2 separate regions of the Mus musculus genome follow, and region 2 is linked to region 1. The links are chromatin contacts, called in public Hi-C maps. All regions are on one chromosome and are shown on one strand. Each heading gives the region's core, a stretch centred on a gene start, on an enhancer-like site or on the middle of the called end of the contact. The rest is flanking DNA. Distances are from core to core; before and after follow the strand shown. Region 1 has its middle 34 kb from the start of Gm30483. Region 2 has its middle 21 kb from the start of Plekhf1.

Region 1 (4,826 bases), core at 1,303-3,802:
AACAGGAGACACCATTGTGGCTCCGAGCCCGAGAGCTGTGTGGCACAGGGTGTGAACATTCAGCTCATCTCACGGAGGCTCAGCAGGCTCAAGTCCTGGGGCTCACATCTTCTGGCTTCTCAGGGAGATGAGCTGGTGTGTTCTGAAATATGTCCCAGGTTTTTAACTGGGAGCAAATCTCTCCCCTAAAAAAATTAAAAGATGTGTCCCTGCCTTGATTCCGAGACAGAGGTTGCTAGACCAGTGATGTCTCCAGCTTCCCTCTCACCTTACTTGTGGGACTATATGGACCCAAGGCTGTTGCTGGAACATTCTAGGTTCAGAAGGCCTAGAGCAGTGGTTCTCAACCTTCCTAATGCTGTGACCCTTTAACACAGTTCCTCATGTTGTGGTGACCCCTAGCCATAAAATTGTTCCGTTGCTTCTTGGTAACTGCAATTTTGCTGCTGTTATGAATTTTAATGTAAATATCTGTGTTTTCAGATAGTCTCTGGGAGATGGAGACCCACGGGTTGAGAACTGCTGCCCTGGAGTTTCCAGTGAGCAGGGGAAAAAAAAAAAAAAACCCAAAAAACATGGATTTCACTGCTGTGCAGATGCTGCCATCTACTGGTGGCACCATGTAAGTGCAGCTGGCTTTGACAGCATTCCCCAGGATAAAAAGCCATTGGGGGGTGAAGGTGGGAGGTGGGATGGGAGGGAATGGACATATGCAGCCCAGCGAGTCTGGGATATGAGCATAAACTCAGTCATAGAAGCCTGAGACACCAGAGAAGAAGCTAAGGTAGACGCTGAGGGCAGGGGAAGGGGTTCACACCTACAGCTAGGAGGGTCACCTGGGAGAAGAGTGAGCCGAGTGAGCAAATGCATATACGCACATCTAAAGCGTGTGTTCAGACAGGCACCATGTGTTCCTGGCCAACGATGTCTCCCGCCCCTCAGCTTCTTCACCTCAGACTAGTAGGTCGCAAAGTCCTTGTTGCTAATGGGGATCACGGGGTGCTTGTAGGGAGAACTTTGTGAGCAGGGGTGGCATAAAATCTTACTTGGTCCTTGGGCCCTGGTGTGAGGGACCGTTGCTCCAGATCGCTTTGAAACACTGGGCTCAGTGTCATCCCTTTCTGGGGACAAGCCACCTAGGCTGAATCAGTCAACGTTTGCAGGGACACTCCCAGAGACATCAGCAAGCCAGCAATGACCCTGCAGAACACCGCACCAGACAAGCTTCTCTTAGCCTCTTGGGCCATGTGTTTAAGCTGAGATGGGCTGCCTAGGTGGGCCCTGTCCTGCATAGACAGAGGGGCATAGCTATCCCCATAACAGCCCTGGAAACAAACAAACAAACACAACACAAAACAAAACCTCCCACAATTCCCATGTGGTAGCAAACACCTTTAATCCCAGGCAGAGGCAGGCGGAACTCTGAGTTTGAAGCCATTTTGCTCTGCAGAGCTAGCTCTAGGACAGCCAGAGCTACTAGCTGTTATTTTTAAATATTGCCCCACCTTAGCAAAAGGGGCTTGCTTACTTATCATCACTTTGGATCTTTTTCTCTTTTTAAAAGAATGTATATTAACTCCATAGGTGAGTGTGTTCTATTTCCCCCTTGACAGCTCTTTCACCCTTCCTTCTTATTCCTTGCTATTATCTATACCCCTTTTCTATTTTTCCTATACATTTTTGTTCTAGATTCCACATGAGAGCCAACATTGTATATTTATTTGTATCTGGCTTATTTCACTGACCATGACAACCTCTGACTTCATCCGCTTTCCTTCTGCAGGGAACGTGTTTCCATTTTCTCTTTATGACCGACTAACACTCTACTGTGTGTGTATCTCACGTGGTCTTTCCCTGTTCTCCTGTTGGTAGGCACCTAAGCTGGCCCCGTGCATCAGCTGCAGTGCAGCAATGGCCATAGGCTTTCAGACATCTCTGTCAAATACGGACTCTGATTCCTTTTGGATCCACACTCTTTTAAACCCACAGAACTTCCTATTGGCTGACTGGTTTTATTCTCAACTCGTAGGAGGTGCTAGTGTGCCCTATTTACAGGTGGATAAACAGAGGCCTGGGGTGCTGGCATGCAAAGCAGACAGGCCAAAGATCTGAGCTAGCAGCTGTGTTTCAGCCCCCAGCCTCCCTGGAGGGAGGCGGCCAGAGTACACATGGGATCAGAGATCTTTCTAGAAGAAAGGTTTCTTTGATAGCAGCTGCGCTGACTCCGTGGGGAGTAGACTGTGTTTAAAGGCCAGGACTCCCCTCCGCCCTCCCTACCCTCACAGATTCTTACCACTCCACTCCAATTAAAAACAAAGGAACAAAAATAACTGCGCCGGCAGTTACTGTACGCCGGGACTTCACAGGCACACACTCCCTTGTGGGTACACATTTGTTTCCTCCACTCCGGAGGGAAGACTCTGAGGTCCAGAGAAGTTGCTAAACTGCCCTGAGGTCATGCGGACCAGAAGAGTGGGTCCGGGATTTGGAGTCTGCACCCCGGGGAGCCTGTAAGCGGCACCAGCTCCGTCCACCCTTCCCTGTGGGTGCAGTCACATGATTAAAATGCCAAGACTTAGTTCCCCAATCAGAATTCAGGAGCCCGCCAAGGAGGTCAGGTCATTAGTGTTTATACAATCACCACGGAAGAATTAAGGGAGAGAGAGAGAGAGAGAGAGAGAGAGAGAGAGAGAGAGAGAGAGAGAGAGAGAACGACTCAGCACGCCTTCCTGCATACAGTTCTTTGAAACCTTCCTAAAATGAAATTAAAAGTTGGCCCTATGTGATTTATTTTTTCAATCTGAGAATCTAAACAAATGATCCCGCTTCTAGGTACATCTATCAAAGGATCTCTTCCACAGCTGGGGCCGGGGCGGTGCTGGGGCCGGGGGCCAGGGATGGGGGGTGGGGGTGGAGGGGGGTGCCGGGGCTGGGGGGTGGGGTGGGGGACTGCGGATGCTATTAGTGCTTCCAAGGCAGTTTCACCGCAGATTAAAGAAACCAGGGGTGTGGGCAGGGGGGGGGTGGTACTGGGGGGGGGATTGGCAGCCATAGTGAGCTGTATGCCTACTTGACCTAGGACGCAAACCTGTTGTACTTTCCAGAAGGGACCAGGGCACTATTTCCCTGTAACGTGCTTTTCATATGGAACTCTCCCTTCGCTGTAAAGATCTGTCTTTAATAGTGCTGTCCTAAAACGCAGCCTATTTTTCAATTCCCTGATCGCGGACATATAGATTTTTATAGTGTCTGCAAGCGAGCATTAACGTTAATCCTGCCTTGCCCCTTTGTGTTCCGTTAATGTCACAATCTGCTGTAAAGCCTTGCCAAGTTTCTTAACTGTCATGTTAATTCCTAGACCTAGTCTGCACTCTTTGACATTTCAGGACAGAACAAGGCAGTAAAAATAGATTAGAAACAGCTTAGAAGTATTACAAAAAACCTAGAACTTTACAGATGGTGGGATCAGGCCTGCTGCATGGAAATCTAGCAAGCCCGGACATAATAATATTAGGAGAGGCTATTTCTCTCTAAAGTAAATATTTAGAAGGGCCTTAGAACGCTGGCTAGGGCATGCGCACAGGCTGCTATGTTATGTCCCTTTAAGTAACTTACAGGGTGTTTAGGCACCATCCTGAGAATTTTAGGCTTCAAAGGTTTCTCTCTCTCTCTCTCTCTCTCTCTCTCTCTCTCTCTCTCTCTCTCTCTCACACACACACACACACACACACACACACATCAATAAAAGAATAGAGAGCAAGAGGTGGATTTTATTCATAATCAGTTCAAATATCACATGAACTATTGGTGTGTGTGTGTGTGTGTGTGTGTGTGTGTGTGTGTCTGACTGTATTTTCCCAAGTGAGGGTGAAGGCATTACTGTACTGTACTTTAGACGATAAAAGACACCACTTTGTGCTAAGAAATCTGCACGAGGGGCCTGGAAACCGGATCCTGTTTTCTGAAACTGATTGTGGAGGAGCAAGCTGTTTAAAAAGTGCACTATCCATTTCAAAGGGAGAAGACGGAGTTAGGGTTAAATGTGTTTTTCTTTCCACACCCCCCCATCACCACCACCAAAGGGAAACTATTTCTTAAATTTAAAAAGAAAGAAAGAAAAGAAAGAAGGGCCAGCCCTCCCTCTCCCCTTGAAGGACTTATTTCCCTCTCCCTGGTGGAGCTGTTTGAATAGCCCCCGTCCTTGCCAAACCCCACCCTCGGCTCTTTTCTGTGTTCTTTTCTCATTATCTGTCCAGTCATTTTCCCACAGCCCCAACGGGCAGTCAGGGCGGCTTAAACACAGCACAGTATTAATATAGGGAAATGGTCTTCAGTTCTCTCTTGATCCCCTAAGACGCTATGTTGAAATGATAATTGATACACTCTTCGTTGAAAAAAAAATATCAGAGAAAAACTACTTTTCAGTCACCACAAGGTATTATCTTAGTTCGTGTATTCAGGAGAAACAGATACATCTAAAAAAGAAAAAGAAGGAAAAAAAAAGTATCCCACTACCCCCCCCCCCATCTGCGGTAGACTGCAGCCCGCAATTCTTTTCAGCTGACATAATCCAGATTGATTCGTTCAGCAGATAAAATTCAGGCCACTTCTGCCCTTTATGGGAGCAACATAATACCAGTCTTTATTCAGTAACAATGTAGCATAATGGGATCGGAATGTGCAAAATGAGTGTTCTTAAATTACTGCGCCTCACAAGGACCCAACACAAGCTGGGGCTTAATGTAAAAAATCATTAGGCACCGATTTACCAAAATGCGCCTGCGTTAAGGAGGTCAGCTTGGGGATGGCATTTTCGGGAGGGAACC
Region 2 (4,826 bases), core at 1,288-3,787, 840 kb after region 1:
AAACATGCAGGTAAAATACTCATAAATACAAGACAATAAAACAAAATACTTTTACTTACCATAAATGTGCAGTGAGCACACGAGATGAGTTGAGCCCCATCAGTCCTCCAAATCAGAAGGGGCTAGAGAAGTGCTCGGCAGTTAAGACTAGTTGTTGCTCTCACAGAGAACCTTCCGACGGCTCACAACCTCCTGTAACTCCAGTTTCATGGGATCTATCGCCCTCTTCTGGCCTCTGTAGGCACTGCACTCATGTGCACCTATACACCCACACATACATATAATTACAAAAAAAAATCTTCAAAGCTATGAGGAAATTCAGTTTCTGCACTACAAAAAAAATGGGTAAATAAAAATAGAAAGACGTGTCAGTGAGGCTGGGAAGAAATTAGAACCTTCCTTCAGTGCTGGAAGGGATGTAAAATGGTTCAGCCATTTTGAGAAGCGATTTGACAGTTCCTCCAAAACATTAAACACAGACTTGCCTAGTGATTCAACATTTCCACTTTTAGGTCTGTACCCAAGATTATTGAAAACACATGTCCACACAGAAGCTTGCTCACAAATATTCATTAGCCTCTTCACTTGTGCAGGCAAAAAGACAGAGAGAGAGAGAGAGAGAAAAAGCAAAAACCCTTATTCAAAAGATGGGTAGTAATAAAATATGATGTTTTAAGAAAAATCTTCTATTGTTAAGTTTCACTGTGTGTATGTGTGTGTTTGGTGGGGCGGGATATGTGCAGGTGAGAGATCCTAAGGCCTAGGATCCCCTAGAATTAGAATTACAGGCAGCTGTGAGTTGATATGTGATGTGGGAATTGAACACTGGTCCTTGGGAAGAACTCTTCACCACTGAGCCATCGGTCCAGCCCCCAAATATAATATATAACACTCAAAGGGCTACTACCTCGTCATCAAGAGGAACTAAATGCAGATGCAACAATATGGACTAACCTTGACGGAACTATATAGAGTGAGAAAACTAGTTAGAAAATGTCTTATGTTGTATGGTTCCCTTTATTTATTTATTTTTTAAAGATTTATTTATTTATTTTAAATAACTACACCATAGCTGTCTTCATACACACCAGAAGAGGGTGTCAGATCTCATTACAGGTGGTTGTAAGCCACCATGTGGTTGCTGGGATTTGAACTCAGGACCTCTGGAAGAGGAGTCAGTGGTCTTAACCACTGAGCCATCTCTCCAGCCCATGATTCCTTTTCTATGAATCTGGAATAGGTAAATCCACTGAGGTAAAAAAGAGGTTAGTGGCTGCCCAGACAAGGGACAGCTGGTAGAGGGTCAACAGTGTGTGTACTGAGCTGTGTCCTGAAATTGTATAGTATTGATGTCTGCACCATCTTAGGGCGGTTCTAGAAGCCGCAGAGTGGCTTCTGTAAAGCGTTTGCAATGCTTTGATCCCCAGTTGGTGGTGCCATGTGGGAGGTTGTGGAACCTTTAGGAGGTGAGGTGGGCAGAGCTGACACAAGTAGATCCCTAGAGACTGGTCTAAGGTTACCCTCTCCTCTGATTCCAGTGAGTGATCTTTGTTTCCTCCTTCACCCATGTGACAAGCAGAGGAAGGGTCCCTGCAGGCAGCCACTCCTGTTTCTCAGTTCTCCCCACTGTGATCATGGCTGACTGATCCTCTGAAACTAGAGGCAAACTCTTCCTCCCCTAACTTGTTTTTCAATTGGGGATTTTGTCACAGCGTGGAAGTAGGTGTATTCTAGGAGGTGTGATTTACATCTCAATAAGACCTTTAGGGGATCGAGAGATGGCTCAGAGTTGTACTGGCTGCTCTTCATAAGGACTGAGTTCTCAGCACTCACATGGTGGCTCATGAGTGTCTGTGACTGGAGATCCTGTCTGTAACTGGATCCTGGGGATCCAAAACCCTCTTCTGAACTCCATGAGGACCAGGTACATATGTGGTGAGCAGATATATGATGCAGGACAAACACCCAGAGACATACAATAAAAATAAACATGTTTTAAATTAAAAAAATAAGACTGTTAAAACACAGCACAAGCCCACCCTGGCCCCTCTGCCCCCCAGCCACTCACTGCCCATCTCTTTTCCTTTGTGAGAGGACTCCTAAGGGACATTTCCAGGGCTCACTGTCCCTGGCCTGTCTCTTTCAATCCATAGTCCTACAGTTAAGTCTAGAAGTGCCACATGGAGACCACCACTCCATGTGCAATTGGCAAGGGTGTTTTTATTTTGCGAAAGCAAGAAGTCTGCATGCAGGAGTCGGCCACTTAAAAAAAAAATGACAATGACCCCAGACAAAGACGCACAGGCCTTTTTATAGGGAACTAGAGGAATTTTAGCTACGGTTAGGCATTCTAAAACTTCATGGGTGGGTGCTAGGGATGTCACATGGGTCAGTTTCTGATTGGCTTGTGTCCAGGTGGTCAGTGAACTGCATTCTTCTGTCATGATTGTTTAACCACAGGATGAGATACCCAAACCATATACGGCTGCCCAGCCTTGAATCCATGCTTTCTATCTACATCCAAGCCAAGCCAGAGTTGCACACAGTACATCTGCTCCTTCCTGAACCAAGGCTGAGTTACCACCTTCAGGTGACCACATACAATACCCTTGGTGTCACTGGTGTCCCAGCACAGATAGCCCATCCTGAGATAAGATTATTTCTGCATCCTTGTGGTTATCTGTAGGCTGTTCTTTGGATGGGGGATTTTGTGGCTTTGTTCCCGGAATTTATGGTCTGTTCCTGGAGCTGGTGACTTATGGCCGAGTTCCTGGGACTGATGACTTTGGGGGTTTTATGGTCAGTTCTTGGAGAGGATGACTTTCCTTTTGAAGTCAGGCCTGGCCCTAAAATGGGGTTTATGTTGTCCCCCAGTAGCCATCTTACTGAAGACCCCATCTCTGGCCTCCATGTTACTAAACCTGGGCTAGATCTCGACTTCATCTTCCTTGGCCCAGATGCACGTTGATGCTGCTGTCATTTCCTGGCTTCTGGACACTTGCTCTGCTTCTTTTCCCCCAAGATGGGGTCTAATGGCCTGGGATGCCCTGCAACTTGCTATGTAGACCAGGCTGGCCTTGAACTCACAGAGGTCTACTTATCTCTGCCTCCCTAGTGCTGGGATTGAAGTTCATATGCCACCACACCTGGCCCCTCTCTCTGCTTCTTGCCTGTGGTTCAGAATTTGAGTTCTCATAGCTATTCCAGTTGCCGTGACTGCCACTTGCCCACCATGACAGCCTCTTAGCACTCTGGAACCAGAAGCCCTGATAAACTCTTTCTTTTGTAAGTTGACTTGGTCATGGTGTTTTATCAGAGCAACAGAAAGTAACTAAGACAAGGGCCCTGGAAGCATTTTCTGAGCAGATTTCAGTGGAGGGAGTGGTTGCTCATAGATTAAGTCAGAGGAAAGGTGGGGAATTCCACAAAAGGATTGTGGAAACCAAGCTCAGCTCCTTCCCCTTGCAACTGCAAGATAACCTTATGGTTATACCTGCCTCCGTTGTTCTTTGGTACATAGACTGGGCCAGGATAAGTCACGTGATGCAGAAGTTCCCACCTTCCCTGAAAAGCTTTAAGAGTAAGAGTTCCTTTTGTTTAGGGGACTTGAGGGGCTCTTCCCTTCAACCTCTCCATCTTGCTGTACATAGTGGCTCACTCCCCCATGCATGTGGCCACATCTCTCCTGATGCTTTCTCTGGTGCAGAGGCTCTCTCCTACAGTACACACTGAAGGGTAAAGCCATGCCAGCTCCTTTACTGGGAATCTGCCTGTTTATTTCTAACTACTCCACCTGAAACCACAGCTTCAGCATCTCCCTCCCTGTCTTGTTCTTTTCCCACAGTACTTAGCCTCTGTAAACATGGTACTGTACCTGCCTGACCCGGTTAGCTTCCTGTTGCCGTGATAAACACCATGACCGAAAGCAACTTGAGAAAGAAAGGGTTTATTGCAGGGTAGAACTTATAGTCCACCATGAAGAGGATCTAGGGGAGGAACCTTCAGGAGCTGAAGCAGAGGCCATGAAGGAGTTCTGCCTACTCGTTTGCTCTCCACGCCCACTCAGCTTGCTGTTTCATACAACGCAGACACACCTGCCTCAGATGATGCCACCCATGGTGGGTTGGGCCCTCTCATATCCATTGTTAATTAAGAAAATATTTCTTCCAGGCAGCAGTGGCTCATGCCTTTAATTCTAGCACTCAGGAGGCAGAGGAAGGCAGATCTTAGTGAGTTCGAGGCCAGCCTGGTCTACAGAGCAAGTTCCAGGACAGCCAAGGCTACACAGAGAAACCCATCTCACAAAGCAAGCAAACAAACAAACAACAACAAAAAAAAAAGAAAAAAAAGAAAAGAAAAGGAAGAAAGAAAGAGAAGAAAAGAAAAGAAAAGAAAAGAAAAAGAGAAAGAAAAGAAAAAGAAAATATTCCCACAGACATGCCCAAAGGCTAGTCTGATGAGGCAACTCTTCAAAGTTCCCTCTTTCCAGATGACCCAAGCTTGTGTTGAGCTGAGAAACATTAACAGGCACATTGCCTCTCTCCACCCAATGAAAACATCTGTATCCAGAGAACAAATGTTGAGATAATCTCTTCAATTTAATAAGTTATAAAAGCATACCGGCCGGGCTAAACTCATAGGGACAGTCATGTGCCTTACAAACATCACAGTCCCTCTTTGCAGGAAATCTTCTTGGCACTGTGGAAGATCCTGGAGATATAGAGTGTAGTGGATAGTGGAGGGGCAAAGGCAGAACTCTCCTGCTTTTCCCACAGGGCTCCCTAGAATGAAATGAAAAGAGACTGACACAGCGGTGACAGTCACAG

The links. A called contact is a pair of places that touch in the nucleus more often than the background predicts.
Region 2: a contact with region 1 is called in a Hi-C map of cardiomyocytes, with 3 times the contacts expected there. The contact joins two enhancer-like sites. A contact is called at or near these places in 3 of 15 datasets of contacts at CTCF or cohesin (the NIH/3T3 cell line, large pre-B cells and pro-B cells), 7 of 484 Hi-C or Micro-C datasets (the C10 cell line, the G1E-ER4 cell line, the HPC-7 cell line and 4 more) and 6 of 115 datasets of contacts at active chromatin or transcription factors (T-cell acute lymphoblastic leukemia, astrocytes, embryonic brain and 3 more).

What each region holds. Positions count from the first base shown.
Region 1 is chr7:37,359,744-37,364,569 of GRCm38.p6, forward strand. It overlaps a transcript of Zfp536 not described here. Among named protein-coding and RNA genes, the nearest start is that of Gm30483, 34 kb to the left of the region's middle. Within about 2 kb of position 2,553, at least 76 of the 459 cell types and tissues checked have an H3K27ac peak or open chromatin away from gene starts, as enhancers often do.
Region 2 is chr7:38,204,289-38,209,114 of GRCm38.p6, forward strand. No RefSeq gene overlaps it. Among named protein-coding and RNA genes, the nearest start is that of Plekhf1, 21 kb to the right of the region's middle. Within about 2 kb of position 2,538, at least 39 of the 459 cell types and tissues checked have an H3K27ac peak or open chromatin away from gene starts, as enhancers often do.